2 separate regions of the Capsicum annuum genome follow, and region 1 is linked to region 2. Evidence: chromatin contacts called from public Hi-C data. All regions are on one chromosome and are shown on one strand. The core of a region is the stretch at or near the end of the contact, and the rest is flanking DNA. Distances in the headings are between cores, read along the strand shown.

Region 1 (6,076 bases), core at 2,068-4,567, 71 kb before region 2:
GCAAATTATGGAGTTCAATATGTGTGTGGTTGTGTGTATATTTGTGTATTTTATTTGTTTCTCTCCTCACAAATAATTGATGTTTTTTATTAAAAAAATATTATTAATTAAGGCAAAATACACGTGCAAAGCACGTACATTTGGCTAGTTTTATAAATATATTTCAATGTATCTATACAAAAATAATTAATAGTCGAGGGTCTTTCAAAACAATCTCTTTACCTCTTTGAGGTAGTGGTAAGGTTTTGTGTACCCCTAAACTCCTCAGACCTCACTTAAAAAATTCACTAGATATGATGTTGTTGTAGATGTATATTTGTTACAAATTAAATGATTGTTGTTGATCAATTTTAAATTATATTTTAGAAAATAATTCATATTAACAACCAAAACTCGTTTGTCTATATAGACATTAAAGAATAAGAGAAAATCAAAATATGCATCTATATACATAATTACGTACTCACATACATACGTGATACATATAATATGAAAAATTTGAACGTAAAAAGTACCTTTAGATTTTGTAATTAATTATAAAAGAACTTACTAATAATGTTAAAAGGTGGGCTTGAGAATTTGAATACCTACATTGAAATATATTTATAAAATTATAATTACCTCTTATTTTCACGTATAAATATATATTAGAGTTTTGATTTTTAATAAAGTTAATCTTTACTATTTGCTCATTTATTTCTTTATAATTTGTCATTAAATTATATACTCAATTTATACTTCTCACTTTTATTTTTTTATCTTTAAAAGAGTTTTTAACTTTTATAAAAAAATATGTTATATAGATTAAAAGATTAAAAAAAAATTATACAAAAGTTTTTTTTTTAAATAAATACAAATGTTGATATAAATATAAGGGTAAAATGGATATTTAAAAAATCAAATAGGAAAAAAGAGGAAGAATGTTTATTGTTTAAAGTTGAGGGGGTGTTTGATTTTTAAGCAAAGTTCACGAGTATAAATGATTTTAACCCATTTTTTTTCAACCAAACATGAAATAAATTCATCCTAAAATTAATTTCAAAATTAATTGTCAATTATCTCTTATACCATTATACGAGCCATAAGAGAATTATATTTATACCATTACTCTTCAATGTGAAATTTTCAATAAATTTTTAAATTAATTAAATTTTAAAATAAATACGAAACACTAAGTAAAAAGAATAATTTATTTTTCTAAAAAAAATTAATAACTGGACCACAGAAATGTACACTAGACACACACAATGACACAAATGTCCAAAGGATAAAAATGAGTCAGGAGCGAACGAGGTTTACAGGATTTTTTTTAACAATATATATAATGTTTTAACTAATTTACATGTGATGATATATAGTTTTTCAGTGCAAATAATTATTTATGCTATTAGGTCATCCAATGAACATATGCAGAACTCGGAATCAAAATAAGTTAAAAAATAAATAAAGTGATCAAAATAGGTCACCTATTTAATAAGTTATTAAAATAGACTAAATATAATAAATTATTATGTTTTATACTTTTTTTTAACAGTCATTAACGGAGGTGAACAGTAATTTTTTTTTTGTAAAAACATAATAATTAATTATATTTTACACGTAGATCAAAAAAATAGTGTGTTGTCCCATCATAGTCAAATAAATACGATTTTTATAAAACGTAATAATACAAAAAAATTTGTAAAACCTAATAATTTATTACGTTTTACTCTCTTCGTTTCGTATTAATTGATCCTTATGAACTTGACATACCCATTAAGAAAATTATTTATTAGGTATCTATTTTACCAAATTAGTCTTAGTAATTATGCTTTGAAAATATAAGTTTGAGTTATACAATTTGTTTAGTCATTTAATGATAAGGATATTATTGAAAAACATATTAAAATACTTTTGATTTCATTAAAAAGATAATTAAATTAAAATAAATATTTTTATAAATAAGATCAATTAAAATAAAATGAAAGAATACCAAAATTTTATGATTTGACTAAAAGTTGATGGGACAATACACATTTTTAAGCAAAGTTGGAATTCAAATATGAAAGGTAAACATTCAAAGAAGCTGAAGTGGATTTAACATTTAACATGTATATATAAAAAGTAATTTTAATTATGTATAAATAGTGAATTTTGTAACAAAGATGATTTAGATGAATTTTCTTAGCACTGCCTAGCTTTGCCCCTAGTCCGATCATCCAAGTTCGAAAGAATCAAATGAAATAGGACATCAAAATATAGGATGTCGACATAGTTTATTCTCTATTCAAATTTACTTATTATATTTTGAATTGATATACCGATTATGAAAATAATGATTGGTTAGTGACTTTATGATTTACCCTTATTAATTGATATTTAGTACTCTTTCCGTCCATCTTTACTTGTTCACTATTTTATTTGGGATATCCAACAATACTTGTTCAATTTATAAATCAATGGATAACTTACCTATGTCTATTCATTTTATACTTAGCATTAAATACGATTTATTATCTAATGTATTTTCAAAACATTAATTTATTTATTTAAAGAGTAATAAGATAAATTATCACTATCAATTACTGTTTCTTAATTTTTGTGCCGATAGAAAAATGGATAAGTAAATATGAATAAAGGGAGTAATAGGTATTTGAAAAATAAACAATTAATGATAAGGGTAAAACATGAAAAAAATATTATTTTTTGTATATTTGTCAAAAATGATATGTTGGGCTCAACCAACCAAAGATACTCTTAGCTATTGTAATATTGTCTGTTTTGGATAAAACTTGCACGATTTTTCTCAAAAAATTTCGCATCGTTAATCTTATATTTTATATGTAGTTCCCAATCTCTTCAGCTATTAATATATGACTTGGAGTCGCACACCCAACATGACAAGTAAAATTAAAAATCAATTAAAAAATAGTCATAAGTAAATTCGAATGGAGAGCAGTGGCGGAGCCACCTTTCAATGAAAGGTTTCAACCCCCTTCGATGTTAAATTGTATTATTTTATATTATTTTTATATAGTTAAAAATAATTTTTATACATATATAGTAGATGTTAAATTCCTTTCGAAACATACATTTATTTTTGAACTTCATCAATGAAAATCTTGATTTCGCCGCTGGCGAAAGGTGCATATTTTCCACAGATTATTTTACACAACGAAAGGTGTTGAGTATTGGCAACATCATTTTAGTGATTGCTGCAGTGAAAAGGTTTGACAATTGGTGCAAGAATCGAAGGCCATGCGAGCTCTCTCTTTGTGTGTGTTACAGATTTCACAGCAAATCTATGTATATTTGTTGCACCCTGTTACTCACCTATTGCTATCTATCATTGGAAAAAGTGTGTACGAATTCCTTAAAAGCTGCTGCATCTCATACTACAAACAACACTAAGAATTGACCCCTTAACCCATGCGTATTTTGCTTTGAATAACTAGAAAAGAAATTTCGTTTGTACTCAAACACTCCACGCTCTTTGGATCATTTATTAAGGTTCGTTTGATAGGGTATATAAAAATAATATTTTGTTCCTATTAAAAGAACGTTCTTTTTAGATAGATAATATTTTTATTTTTTATATAACATATTTAATACCCCAAAATTAAAAAATATTTTAGTATATTTAACGTAATTTTAATTTAACATCACAGGATTCAAAAGTACCTTTATTTTCTTAGTAGTAGTTGGTCATGAAAAATCACAATTTTTAAAATTGGAGCTGTTTTTAAATGTTTATGAGAGAAATAAAAGTGAAAACAAGTTACACTTTACAAGTAATACTGCAAGTTATTTTTAAAATTCTTATGGTCAAACACCATTTTTGAAATAAAATGAAAACAATCAAAAAAAAAGAAGTAAAAAATTCTTATGGCCAAACACCCACTTAAACTCCGTATCAAGTCAAATCAGGTCATTATTTTTGAAAAGAAGGAAGTATTGTTAGAGTTTTCGTACTTATTTTCTTACCAAATTTAAGTTTTACTTTTCTTTTAAGAAAACTAAAAGTAATTTTTGTTGGAAAAAAAGATTTTGTTACTCTATAAATTGAAGATTTTTCTTCTCATACAAAAACATAACAATAACATCCACAATGTAGTCGTTTAAGAGTCTTGTTTAAGGAGAGATTTTCTTCCAATAGGTTTTATGTTTTTCAACATTATTTTTCAATATATAGGTTCAGAGGTGGATCCAGGATCCGGACTCTTCAGGTGTCAAGTAAACTTAACAATGAATGCGGAGAGAGGTGGCCAATGAGGCCGAGACCATGACCTTTGCCGGCGATGTCAAAAATTTCGACGGTAGCAACAGCAAAGACCAAAAAAGCAGAGTGCAATGATGATTTAAGAATTCAAATTTGAGAAGAATAGTTTTTTTTTTTTAATTTGAGGAGAGAGAATAAAATTATGCATTTTTAATACAAATATTAACTATTAATATTTGAAAAATAAAAGAAAAATTCAATATAATTACTATTAATACATATATAAAAAAGGGGTATCCAACTGGTAGTTATTTGTGGCTTCACTTCAGCCTAAAATTAAGGATAAAAGTAAGGCTGCCAGTAGAGGTCAAACCCACGACCTAGGGGGAGCAAATGTGACACTCTGCCACTCCGACCAAACAAAATTTCAGTCTTGGGTTGGCATGTTAATTATTTGACTATATCCGTGTATATATATGTATATATAGAGAGAGCTTCCGTTGAAGTTTGCGGGTGGCATGACACCCTCAACTCTCTTAATAGATCCGCCCCTGTATAGGTTGTTTGACCAAATCATATCAATAATATATTTTAAATATTTTTTGTATTTGTCGTTTACATTATCGTCTCTATGGTTTGCAAATTATTAGCTTTCACATAATGCGCTATCAATTTTGAACCCAATTACAAGTTTAAAATATGATGTAGTAGTAATGTTGGAATTAGTTATATGAAATTTTCTTATGAGGTATTTGGTTTGTTGTATTAAAAATAGCACATATTTCATAATTTCTAAAAGCAAATATTTATTTATAAATATACCCTTCACAAATATGGCGGAAAAGGTTTTAAATGACATTTGTGTCTTTAGTCATACTAATCATGCATTAGAAATTCATTTATTTACTACTATCGTGAATTTTCATGAATTAGTTACACCAAATCGAGATACATAGATTTAGAAATTGTATCAAAAAAGATGTTAGTAATACACAAAGTTAATACATGCATTATTTTTTTCTAATTCATTTCTACTGAACGACTTGTAGTGTATATAAGAATTATATTGAATGAATGTATTACTAGCAATATTAAGATTAGTTATTTTGATATTACTTTTTATTAACTGTTTGTTGTGTTGTATAAGATGAACAAGGTATATTAGATAATAGTACTGAATGATGTGTATTAAACATATTAGCATCATTAATTTTTTATTCATTGTCTGATTTGGTGTATTAACACAATTCTATCTTTACTCGTGCTTATTTATATAAATAATTATTTTACTGCTTATACTGTGATTTGATATATATTAGTGACACTCTATAATACTATATAAGGTGTGTATATATATATATATAGGCTAAAATTCTATCAAACAAAAAACAAATAATGCCATAACTAATAGTACATATATTAAACTTTTTAATGTATTCTATCAAACGACCGCTTATTGATGTTATAATTCATAATATACACAAATGCACTCTAAAGAAACATGTTCTCTAAACACCTTTGGGGAACTAAAAGCAGAAGTCTTAGCTTTAGAAAATACGACTCAGAAGACATTCAAAGAGTTTGTCAAAAAAGCTACTATAGTGTCTTGTCCCATAAACCTAAAGAAATGTCTTCTGACACTGAGGATCGCAAAAGACCAAGTCCCATATACAGTGACCCTCAAAGCTTTAAAACTAGGAGAAACCTCACCCCTACTGGGAAAGAGAAAGACTATGGAAGTCAACCAATCAAATTTATCTCCAATGCTAAACTTTATAATATGAAACGTTAGAGGGGCAAAGAGGGCCAATTTTAGGAGACAATGTACTACTATGGTTAAGCTTCATAAACTAGCCATGCTTGTCTTTCTTAAAACCA
Region 2 (6,156 bases), core at 737-3,236:
TAATTTACATAAATTGAGAAAATGAGAAAATTATATACATCAAGAGATGAACATATCAGAAATGAGACGATTTTAAGCCTCGTAAATATCAGATATCATTAAAATTACAGAAATAAACCCTAACCCCAAACAGTCAACTATCAAGTTTTAGATATCACACAAATAAATACTAGCCCCAAATGCTTGCATAAACCCTAACCCCTACAGATTACATGCACCCTAGACTCAGTCATAAAGCAAATTAAATCAAAAAGATCACAAATTCATCCATTGTAAAGTAAAATCACGGACAAACACAAAAAAACAAACTGACCCTTAAAAAAAATGATAAGTTAAAACTCATTCAAGCTAGAATATGAACAACAATTTAAAACAAACTCAAAAAATTAACAAAATACAAGTTTTTTCGTGTACAGAATGGAAGCAAATACCTTCAATGCCTCAATTCGTGTAGAGATTGTAAGCTTGACCTTCAATTCGTGCAGAAATGCCCTCAAAAGACCTTCAATTCGTGCATTTTGTTGTAGAGAGAGAAAGCAGTAAAGAGAGAGCTGAAATTGAATGAAAGCCCTAGACGCCGATCCCTTTTTACCCTTTATATATTTTATTTTTAATTAAAAATTTAAAAATAATTATTTTGACGGATTATTCGATCACTACAATAAATAAAATTTCGAAAATATAAATTTGAAGCTTACCGACGATTTTTCCGTCGCTAAATCTGTTGCTACAAAATAATTAAAATTGTCACACATTTTTGTTGCTAAATCCATCACTACATTTAGGCGTCTTTTTTCTGCCATTATTCAGCGATGGAAGAGTATTCGTTGCTAATAGCATAAATAAAAATGGACTTGCTATGCATGCGACAAAATTGATTGTTCCGTTGCTAATCCATCGCTATATAGTGATGGAACTGAATCTGTCAGTAAATTTCGTCGCTAAACTCTCTTTTTTAGTGTATATATTATTTTTAATACATTATATCAAACACTTTATAAGAAATGATGTTTGTATAACTAATACCAGCAATACTAATACTTGCATTAATAATACATATATTACTAAGACATCTTATTCACCATTATTCTTATATACTCTACCAAATGATCCCTAAGTGGAGTACAGGAAGAATAGGGTGTATGCAGATCTTATCCTATTTCGTTAAGATAGATTATTTTTGAACGACCATCGACTCAAGTAACTCATAACAAAACAATCTAAAAATAAAAATAAAAACACATATAGACATAAAATAGACATAGCATCATTTAGAAAAAAGGAACAATAACTTCAAATTAATATGATAATTGAAACAAAAAATAACATATATTAATAAAAATTTATGGGCAAGCGAGATTAGTATTAATGTTACTGGAATGCAATGATACAACACACAATGTTCTATCTATTAATCTTCTAATCATAATTTTCGTATTTTATATCCCCTATTTAAGATCATGTCCTTGATAAATTGATGGTGCGTCATGTCTTGTCTCATTACCTTACCTCAAGACTTTTTTCGATTGGCCCTTGCTTCTCATTAACTCCATCATTGCCAACCTTACACATCCTTACTGACATCCACATCTTCTCTTTCACATGCTCGAATTATCTCAGTTTTTTTTTCTTATTCCGTCACTACACCTCCTTATCGTGTATATTTTCATTTCTTATCTTTCTCTCTTCTAATGTACCTATACATTCACCTCAACTTTCTCATTTTCGCAACTCTCATCTTTTAAATGTGAGATTTCTTAATTAATCAACACTCACCACTGTTAACTTGAAAATTCATCTTCAAAAATCAATAAAAAAAAAATGTTTAATATATGACCAAGTAATATTTTAAAGTAAAAAACAAATGAAGTACGTCTAGGCGCCCCTCTCCCCCTCAAAAAAAAGAAAAAAAAAAGATAGGAAGAAAAAGGTGGCAAGATTTCGCACGCATGAAAGCAATTAATTTCATCAAACAAAGCTAAACAACCTTTATTTTATTTATTTCTTTTCATCATTTCATATTTTTTATACCTAAGTCTATATTACTACTCGTCTACTCTCCACACCTTATCTTTTATTTGACTCGACTCTACTTCCCATCTCTCTCTATAAAATTATCTATTCACTCTTCTTTCAATCTCCAAAATATCTGCTCTTTCTCGATACTTAATTATAATCAATTTGGATTTTGCTACAATTTTCATTCGCTGTAAGTCCCTAATTTTCTTAATAATATACAGTGTTATTTTTTTTTTTTTTTACTATTTGCCATGTAACACTATTTTTGACTACATGGGATTTGTGTTTTAATTATTGGGTTTCTGAATTCTTGATTTTATGGTTTTCTTTTTCTTGTGTTTTCTAGTGTATGTTTCATTAAGATCTATGGAAAATTGTACAAGATTGCTATACTGTTGTTTTTTGAGAAATAATAGATATTAGTAGATAATTATGTGAAATGATTTTCAGCTGAAATTTCTTGCTTTTTCGTTTGTCATGTTTGGTTGCAAGAAAATAACAATATTGAAGTAAGTCCGGTTGTTTTAAAGGCTATTGTACTGTGTTCTTAGGGGTCATTTGGTAAGCAGACTAAATTATCCTAGGATTTTAGTTCAATCCCAAGTTGGATGGGATAAGGTGGGATATCGCATGATTATGCTTGGATACATTTATACCGTATAAATTTTATCTGATGATTAATCTCGAGATCTCACCTTATCCTGTGTACAAACAACCCTTTATAGAATTGGTACGATAATGTTTTTAAATGCATTGGGTTGTTGCAATTACTTTGATGGTTGAACTTGTGTCCTTTAGATTTCGAAAAGAAAAGAGTAAATCCAAGGGGGTGTTCGACCATGAAAAGTGCAACTATTTAAAGAAAACTAGTTTTTGTTTTTAAAGTAAAAAATGATAGTTGAAAATTGGAGTTATGTTTGGCCATGAATACAAATTGGGGTTCTTTTTGAACTTTTGTGAGATATTTGGAGCAAAAAAAGTAAGAATTAACTTTTCGTGTTTTTTGAAGTTCTTGAAATTTCGGATTTTTTTTGGATTTCTAAGGTCAAATGTTTTTTCCGTGGTTCAACTCTCGGAAAAGGTAAGAAAAATTCATGGCCAAACGCCCCTTTATTCAAACTGATGTTTCCAAGATACAATTTTTACAGTACTTTATATGCTTGCCATAAATTAAGAAGTAGTAGCATGGTTAATTACTGCCTTAATTTATGACTTGTAAACCTTTGAAAAAAAGATTGATTAGGTACAAAGATTAACGGAGCAAAAAGCAAAAAAACAAAAGTACAAATCTTTGTCCTAATAAGTACTGTAATAATTAGGCGTGCTATTACATGATTCCTAAACTTTATTTTCTCATAACATGTTTTCATATGTTGTTCTTGACTTCTAAACTGATGTTGCATATGGTGTTGTTTACAGGAGCTTACAGTTGGTGAAAGACAATAATCTGAGATTTTTTTTGTCTAAAGTGAGGGACAGTATGCTGTGTTGCTGTTTTTCTGTTGATGTTTATCGGAAAGTCATCTCCTTGAACTTGTATTGTCATGTAATTCTGTAGAGTACCTATTACAGAAAATAGTTAATTTGTGAAATCTTGATCAGTTTGTCTTTTTTTCACCCCCGAAACTCATATTCTTGCCAGTAATCTTCCATGGGATCCACACATTTCATTGTTATACCGTGCTACGTTCTCAGTATTATCTGAGACTTGCTTTATCCGTGTCTTTCCTGGTTAATCAGGGATATTAGCGTTAGCTGTTCAAGTTTATTCAGGGGTGTGGTTTTCTTTGTCGTTTCTTTTAGGAGATAGGTAGAGTTTAATAGAAAGACTCAGGAGTTTTTTGAAATCGCTTGTCCTTTTTATTGTTCTGCTGGAAGATTTGCGGTGTTGTACTTGTCTTGAGTGGAAGGGTTGGAACAAGTAGTTATGGTGTGCCAAGCAGCTGGCCAGACAAGATTTCGGGCATTAAAACATGAAAATGGAATTGCGGGGTGTGCCACCATAGTTGTTAGAGTCATAGCATGCTTTCAACCTCTCCAAGATTGCCAGGTTTGTGTTTGTCGTTTTCGGAATTTTGAATAATATTTCAATATTAGTGTCTTGTTGTATCCTTGATCTTAGAGTTTAAAAAGCTAATTTCTTTTCTTGTTTATTTCAGGCTGAATATTTCAGACAGTTGTTGAAGCCTGTCACGTAGTTTTATCTTTCTCGTAACTGCATCGTAGTGAAGTTGGAATTTTTCGATTTTCTGTTCTTTCTCAAGTCTACAAGAAATAATCAGCATTTGTATTACCTCGGTTATTTAGAACTGGTAAGTTTTGCAATATCTCTGTTCTGGGAAATTTTTAATTTTGAAGATTAAGTTCTTACATATAGATCATCTGGTTCATTGGATGTTTCTTTGGTTTTATCATTAGGTGATTGTTGTAGTTGAATGGAAAAAGACTTCATATCTTGGTTCAGTCACCAGTATCCTGATCTACAATCTGCCCATTCGAACTTTTCTGGTCGTGGACTCAATATTGGGCAGCAGAATTCTGTTCCTATGTACATGACTCCATACTCAAATGAGATTCCAGTGAAAGGGGATTCTTCCTTCTCATTTTCCGGGCTGCTAGAATCAAAGGGAAGTCAGCCAACTGAAGCTCACAATTGGTTCTACTGTTTGCCACAGTTGCATCAGGGTTTTGCTCCTGTATTGAGCACTATAGTGGAAGAGAAGCTTGCCCTGCAATCAGTTGACTGTTGTGGAGGCAACGAAGAACCCCATGCAGGACTTAAATCCGCGCCAAAAACATTTCTTGTTTTTGATCAATCTGGTGATCAAACAACTTTACTTTACAGTTCTCCAAATGGTACTCCTGTACAATGCCTTCCCCTTTGGCATCCAAAACCCGCTGCGCCTTGTAATCTGATTAAGGAAGGTGCACAGATTTTACAGAATGGAATTTGTCCATCTAGGCATTACTCCATTGGTGACTATTATGAAGAAAACCATAGAGATGATGTGGATAGTGAATTGCATGAGGATACTGAAGAATTGAATGCGCTACTCTACTCAGATGATGATGATGGTTATTCTGAGGGTGGTGAAGAAACAAGCACAGGTCACTCACCTAGTGCTATGACAGCTCATGATATGCCACCGTGGCTTGATGAGATGGGTGAAGAAGTAGTTAGTTCAGAATGGCCAAGCAAAAGGCGTAAGCGGTTAGATGGTAGCTCTGATATACCATCACCCGTGGATACTGCAACCTCTGCAAAACCATTTACTTGTTCTGACTTAGAGGATGATGCACAATCCAGTTGTAACAACAGTCATAAGCAAATTTCAGAATTGGTTTCTCCATCTGGGAAAAAGAGGCCAAGAAAAGATCAAATTCTTGAGACGATAAGCATTTTGCAGAAAATGATCCCTGGAGGGGAAGGAAAAGATTCGGTTGATGTCATTGACGAAGCAATCTGTTACTTGAGATCCTTGAAGGTGAAAGTCAAGTCTCTAGGACTTGATACTCTTTGAACTTTATGCTCCCGCTGAATAGTTAGAGTACTAGTAATATTGGTACTCGTGGCATAATGTTCTGATGTATGTTTTTGTGAATAAATAAGCAGAAGTAAGCTCAGACGTGGTAAGAGGACTTTGCTGAATGTCAAGCCAGCAAACTAGATTGAAGACCTTTATGGCTTCTTAAATCCACATCCTATTGAAGTAGTTACTGTGCTTTTGAAATCTTTAGTCTTGTCTCATTCTTATCTTATATGCATAAGGGGTACACGCCTTATCATGGTTTGAAATGGGGAGGTTAAACTGAGTTCATTTCATGATGCGAAAGGGAAATGTTATTCAGTCTTTCGGGAAAGCATTTGCACACTTCTTAGCTATGTGTTAACGAGCAGATGACGTATACCTCAGTAGGATCCTCCAGAAGTTGTTGCGCTTGCTGGAGCAGATGACTTATACCTCAGTAGGATCCTCCAGAAGTTGTTGCGCTTGCTGGCATTTTGGGTTCCAGACCCGTCTCTTGCTCGTTTCCCTTTGTTCTTTGTCAAGTTGCAACCCTATGCTGTTTTCCTTTCGTGCTTCATGGCAGCAATTGCAGTGGTGATGCTGTCTTTGTTTTAGCTGTTGCATTAGG

Evidence for each region. A called contact is a pair of places that touch in the nucleus more often than the background predicts.
Region 1: a contact with region 2 is called in a Hi-C map of placenta, with 4 times the contacts expected there. The contact joins the enhancer-like site here to the promoter of LOC107850654 in region 2. A contact is called at or near these places in 2 of 5 Hi-C or Micro-C datasets (leaf and placenta).

The regions. Positions count from the first base shown.
Region 1 is chr12:205,619,347-205,625,422 of UCD10Xv1.1, reverse strand. No RefSeq gene overlaps it. Among protein-coding and RNA genes, the nearest start is that of LOC107850654, 71 kb to the right of the region's middle. Within about 2 kb of position 3,317, at least 1 of the 5 cell types and tissues checked has an H3K27ac peak or open chromatin away from gene starts, as enhancers often do.
Region 2 is chr12:205,546,781-205,552,936 of UCD10Xv1.1, reverse strand. LOC107850654 (transcription factor bHLH143) reads left to right here and starts at 1,986. Exons shown (of 4, transcript XM_016695337.2): 1 at 1,986-2,209; 2 at 3,439-4,069; 3 at 4,179-4,331; 4 at 4,438-6,156. The coding sequence starts at 4,455. The coding sequence ends at 5,540.